Linked DNA regions of Mus musculus: region 1 is linked to region 2. The links are chromatin contacts, called in public HiChIP or PLAC-seq maps. All regions are on one chromosome and are shown on one strand. Each heading gives the region's core, a stretch centred on a gene start, on an enhancer-like site or on the middle of the called end of the contact. The rest is flanking DNA. Distances are from core to core; before and after follow the strand shown. Region 1 overlaps Camk1d (calcium/calmodulin-dependent protein kinase ID). Region 2 overlaps Gm29857 (a long non-coding RNA gene).

The links. HiChIP or PLAC-seq counts read pairs in DNA pulled down with a chosen protein or histone mark.
Region 1: a contact with region 2 is called in an HNF4G HiChIP or PLAC-seq map of pancreatic cancer cells. The contact joins two enhancer-like sites. A contact is called at or near these places in 2 of 484 Hi-C or Micro-C datasets (the C2C12 cell line and uterus) and 3 of 115 datasets of contacts at active chromatin or transcription factors (double positive thymocytes, embryonic stem cells and pancreatic cancer cells).

The regions. Positions count from the first base shown.
Region 1 is chr2:5,644,486-5,647,185 of GRCm38.p6, reverse strand. The region is part of intron 1 of Camk1d (calcium/calmodulin-dependent protein kinase ID); the gene reads left to right. Among named protein-coding and RNA genes, the nearest start is that of Camk1d, 69 kb to the left of the region's middle. Within about 2 kb of position 1,350, at least 33 of the 459 cell types and tissues checked have an H3K27ac peak or open chromatin away from gene starts, as enhancers often do. A contact at or near this core is called in the C2C12 cell line and pancreatic cancer cells, where this site is marked.
Region 2 is chr2:5,732,570-5,735,269 of GRCm38.p6, reverse strand. All of the region lies in intron 1 of Gm29857 (a long non-coding RNA gene), which reads right to left. Among named protein-coding and RNA genes, the nearest start is that of Gm29857, 5.9 kb to the right of the region's middle. Within about 2 kb of position 1,354, at least 23 of the 459 cell types and tissues checked have an H3K27ac peak or open chromatin away from gene starts, as enhancers often do. A contact at or near this core is called in the C2C12 cell line and pancreatic cancer cells, where this site is marked.

The DNA.
Region 1 (2,700 bases), core at 101-2,600, 88 kb after region 2:
AGTTGAAGGCTACACCTGAATGTGTGGTGTGCTTGAAGATTGCTTGTATGGAACAACAGCTGACTGCTTCCCTGTGCTTGTTTTTCTTGATTAACTGAGCCTCAAGGTCTCCCTTTGACCTAACTTTGAGACTATGCCAGGGCCTAGCAAACACAGAAGTGGATGCTCACAGTCAGCTATTGGATGGATCACAGGGCTCCCAATGGAGGAGCTAGAGAAAGTACCCAAGGAGCTGAAGGGGTCTGCAACCCTATAGGTGGAACAACAATATGAACTAACCAGTACCCCGGAGCTCTTGACTCTAGCTGCATATGTATCAGAAGATGGCCTAGTCGGCCATCACTGGAAAGAGAGGCCCATTGGTCATGCAAACTTTATATGCCTCAGTACAGGGGAACGCCAGGGCCAAGAAGTGGGAGTGGGTGGGTAGGGGGTAGGGGGGGGGGGAGGGTATGGGGGACTTGAAATGTAAATGAAGAAAATACCTAATAAGAAAAAAAAAGAAAGATAGCAAGAGGTCATCGGTTTGCAGCATTGCCATTTTGTAAAACTCTGAGAAGAGCTGTAAACTGAACTTTGATAGTTTTAATCCACCCCCCACTTGCAGTTCAGACGTACGTGTGCACACACATAGGGACGTCTGATGTTAATGGCTGGCTGAAGTGCCTGGGACTCACATGTTTCTGCCTTGTCAGTGTTTGCAGTCTAAGTGCACATCACCACACCCAGATTTTTATGTGAGTTATTATGTTAAACCCAGCTCATCATGTTTGCATAGTAATACTTCTTTGACCAAGACTCTGGCCCTTGAATCTAGTTTCCTTAATACTTGACGGGCATAATCTCATGAATACCTGACTCTACCTCCTTTCTTATTAATTATTATTATTTTTTAATAAATAAAAGACAATCTGGAGAAAACCAAATCCAATAAAATGATGTTTCTAGCCTAGGGCCACTTGGCAGGTTCAAGAACAGAAATGGGTTATCTATCCCTGTACCTGTTGCTAACAGGGTTATCCCTGTACCTGTTGCTAACAGGGTTATCCCTGTACCTGTTGCTAACAGGGTTATCCCTGTACCTGTTGCCAACAGGGTTATCCCTGTACCTGTTGCCAACAGGGTTATTCCTGTACCTGTTGCTAACAGGCTGTAACATTTTCCAGTGTTGGGTAGCAATGTTTTCCAAGTTACTATGAAAAATGGGAAAATATACCAGACACCCAGAGCCAAGTCCTGTTTCCTGACTTTTCCACAGGTTTTATTGACAGCAGGCAGGGTGCACATTAGGAATGAGTCAGACCCAAGGTTTTCCTAGTGCACAGAGCACTGAACCAATAGCTGACTCCCCAGTGGGCCTTGGTGGACTCTCAATGCAGCCAGAAAGTGATTCAGTTTTAATCAACAGAGAAAACACAGACACACCACAAAGCAAAAATAGAGTCTCTATTATTCCTTGGTTGCAGGAAATCCCAAGAGTGGACAAGCTGTTCTTCTGTTTCTGAGGAATTATAGTGTAGGTATTTGCTGTGTTATGAGTTTCTTGCCGTGTGAGCAGTGACCACCAGGGCTGCTTTACCATGACACAGCTCGAGGTCTGTCTTCCTTTCGTTGTGATTTCGATCACGCTGAACTCCATATAGCTTCTCACTCAGCAGTGAAGAATTGAACGGATGACTTTTTTCAGGCTTAGTTGAAAATCACGTTGATGGAATTTTTGAAAAGATGGCATTCCGGCAATTGAGGTCAGGGAAGTGTGACATAAGGGTCCTTTTCAGACCGTGCCTCAATGGATGGCCCACTTTCAACAGTGTTTACCATTATTTTATGAATTACCTTTTTTCCTCCTAAGTCTGGTAGGACATTGTTGCCAGTGGGGTTTCTGCATTAGTCTTGAGATGACAAAGGTTTACAAACTTAAGTAACCTTGCTTTTCTTGAAGCTTCTCTGGTATATGTTGTTGTTCTTCTGTGTGTGAGTATACACACACATACATATATGTATGCACACATATACACATGTATTTGGAATTTTCTACAAGTGTGTAACACCCTGGAAGACTTGGAATTTCTGAGTATTCCTAATAGCCTGTGTCTCTCTGAGCAGACAGAAGGTTTCAGGAGAAGAACAATGAATGTATCAGCCACTCTGCTTGAGAAACTCCAGCTTTCTCCTATGAAGACCCTAAGATGGCTTTGTCTTTGCCTTCTCTGAGAGTTGCCATCTGTCCTCTGGGTTCGCACCAGTATCTGGGACGACTAAAAGGCCCGGGACTCTGGCTTTCAGATGAAGAGAGGACAGGCTGCTGTAGAACTGACCAGACTTGGTTCTGTTGTCAGCTAAGAACTGCCTGGGTTGTGTGCTCCATGTACTCACGACAGAGCACTCTGGACCTACTCACAAACACATGAGATACACAAATACACCACTGTGTGTGCCATGAAGTTGCTCTCACCTCCACTAGCTGAGATAGATGCCCACGCTGCTTTCTGCTATCCAGGGATGTTCCTCCCACTGTTGTGCAGCCCCGAAGGTCATATTATAAAATCCCTGCCATCTGGATCTTGGGCAGGAGGAGGAACGGAGTGAGGCCCACTTATGCCGTCTATAAGGTGGGCGTGCTGGGCTGGAGAGTGTTTGGCTTCCACCTCCCAGCAATAAAGCTGTTTTTCTCAAGCTTGACCCAGCTCGGCTTCGCCC
Region 2 (2,700 bases), core at 105-2,604:
CAGAGAGCATGTAGGCCGGAAGGGAAAGGCTGATTACCTCATTTACTAAAGACCAATCAGTTTAAAGGGTGCTCTGTTCTGCCAGTCATATTGTGCCTAGTTGCTGATGTTCTCTGCCGCCCCTGGAAACTGTATAAAAACCCTCTCCAAATGGGCCACCCAGGGTGGTCGCCTCTTTCAGGTACAGGGCAACCCCAGTGCACTGGAACAATAAATTCCTTTTGCCTTTGCATTGATCCCTGGCTCTCTGTTGTTCACTTGGGGGGGGGGGGGGGTCCCTGCTAGTTAAGGCTCATCAGAGTCTTACATTAGTTTTGTATAAAATCGTATGTTTCATGTAAGTCTATTTGCATCCTAAATTAATTTGGGGGGAAGTGTTAAGGATTGAACCTATGGCCTTGAATATGCCAAGCAAATATTCTGCCAATGAGTTAAGCCCCAGATCCCTTTGACAATATTTTTTTTTGTAGTTTTAGATACTGCCACAAATAATGTATCATGGGGGGGAATTAAAGAAATTATGAGTTTTTCTGTTTACTAGGAGTCAGCCTCTTGTGCTGGTTTGAATGAGAATATCTGGCTAACTCATTTTTTGAACTCTTAGTCCTGTATAAAAGTGGGGGTTTCAGAACTAAAGTATCAAGTGAGGACATGACCACTCTGAGGTATGGTTGACAAAGTTTTTATTGTAGATACTGGGGAGGGTACAATCCAGAGCAGGGAGAGAAAGTAGTAGACTAAACATGGCCAGTCTATTACCGTGGGAGCACAGCAGCATCCAGGCAGGCATGGTCCAGGAGGAGCAGAGAGCTCTACATCTTCATTTGAGGGTCTCAAAGCCTATGCCCACAGTGACACACTTCCTCCAACAAGGTTACACCTACTCCAACAAGGCCACGCCTCCTAACAGACTCACTCCCTGGGCCAAGCATATACAAACCACCACAGACTAGAGCCACTCCCCGGGCCAAGCATATACAAACCACCACAGACTAGAGCCACTCCCCGGGCCAAGCATATACAAACCACCACAGACTAGAGCCACTCCCTGGGCCAAGCATGTACAAACCACCACAAACTAGAGCCACTCCCTGGGCCAAGCATATACAAACCACCACAAACTAGAGCCACTCCCTGAGCCAAGCATGTACAAACCACCACAAACTAGAGCCACTCCCTGGGCCAAGCATATACAAACCACCACAGACTAGAGCCACTCCCTGGGCCAAGCATGTACAAACCACCACAGACTATTTCTAGTTTGTGCTCTGCTTTGTACTTGTAGGTCAAGAGGTAATTCCTCAACTGCCGATCCCTTGTCTGGGAGACCTTCCTGGTAGTCAATGTTCCTGACAGATACTTCATAGAGTTGCCTCTCTTTGTCTTCTGAATCATTCACTCATGAATTAACAGCTGAATTCCTGTGGTAGTCCAGGAGCTGATTCATTGCCAGGTCTGGGTGGGGAGTGTCTTTAAAAATGAATGTAAAATAAATGTCTCTGAACTCAGAGGACCTGACTTAAAGTTTGCAGTGGTTTGACCCTGGTCTTTGTTCCTGGCGTTGGAGTTTTTATTCCCTTATCAAATGAAGAGCTCGTCTCCAACTTGCTTTTCTTTGGGCTTGACTGATGCCTTAGGCTGGAAGGTCCTCAAGCAGGAATAACTTGCTTCTGCTTTGTCTTCTTGACTTTGGCTGGTGTTTCTTCACTATCTCATTATGGCTTTGATGCTTTTAAGAAAACTAAACAAATATTTCATCCAGCTTGGCAGGCTGTCTTTGATCTTAATCACTCATCTTGTTGTTGCCAAATTAGACCTACAATGTAACTTAGGTTCAAATCCCAGCTCTTATTTTCAACTGGCCTGGGTTGGCCAAATTGTCTTCCTCTTGATTTGTCACACACATTAAACCCTACCAACTGATCTTTGTGGTTGTGTAATTTGAAAGTTAAAGCCTTTGTTTTTTTGTTCTGGTAAAGTGGTACAGTAACAGATGTGTTCATTGACTGTGTCCCAAGCTAGAAGGTAAGTTTAGGATTATGGAAAATTTGTGTGTGTGTCCCTCCCCCAATTTTCTCTTTCCCAGGAAATGCCTGATAAGGAGAATCTGCACAGTATGCTTGAGCTGAGGGAAATGGTTACTTTGTAAAGATAACCAAGGACTCAATCAAAATACATATTGCTTATAAACAAAAACATACTGCAAAAAAATGGGCAGAGGGTCCTATTCACTTGCATTATTTTGTAAAGTTGATCAGTGTTAAACTGGTTCTGGCTTTAGTTTTTCATTTAATGTGGCCTTGTAATAGAGTCCTTACACTAAATATTTCTTCTAATCTGAAGTAGTTTAGCAAAAGTTCTGTCATTAACATAAGCATAAGTGGTGTGTGTATATGTGTGTATGTGTGTGTGTGTGTATGCATGTCTGTTTTAAACCAGGGGTTGATTTAGTAAACTTGGGTTACCCACAGTCACCAAAGCTGGGGTGCCAGCTTCCGGTGTGTGTCTCTGCAGCGTTTTAGAGGAGTTGTAATCAGAACATTTAAAGAAGCCAAGCATGCTTTTTTATAGTGTCGCGATGCCCCCAAAGACTCAGTGTTTCAGACGAGAAAGCCATGGAATTATGATAGGCGGCAGATTGGCTTCTCCATGTCAGATGCTTGGCAGTTGATCCTTGCCTGATGGCCTTAAAACACCCCA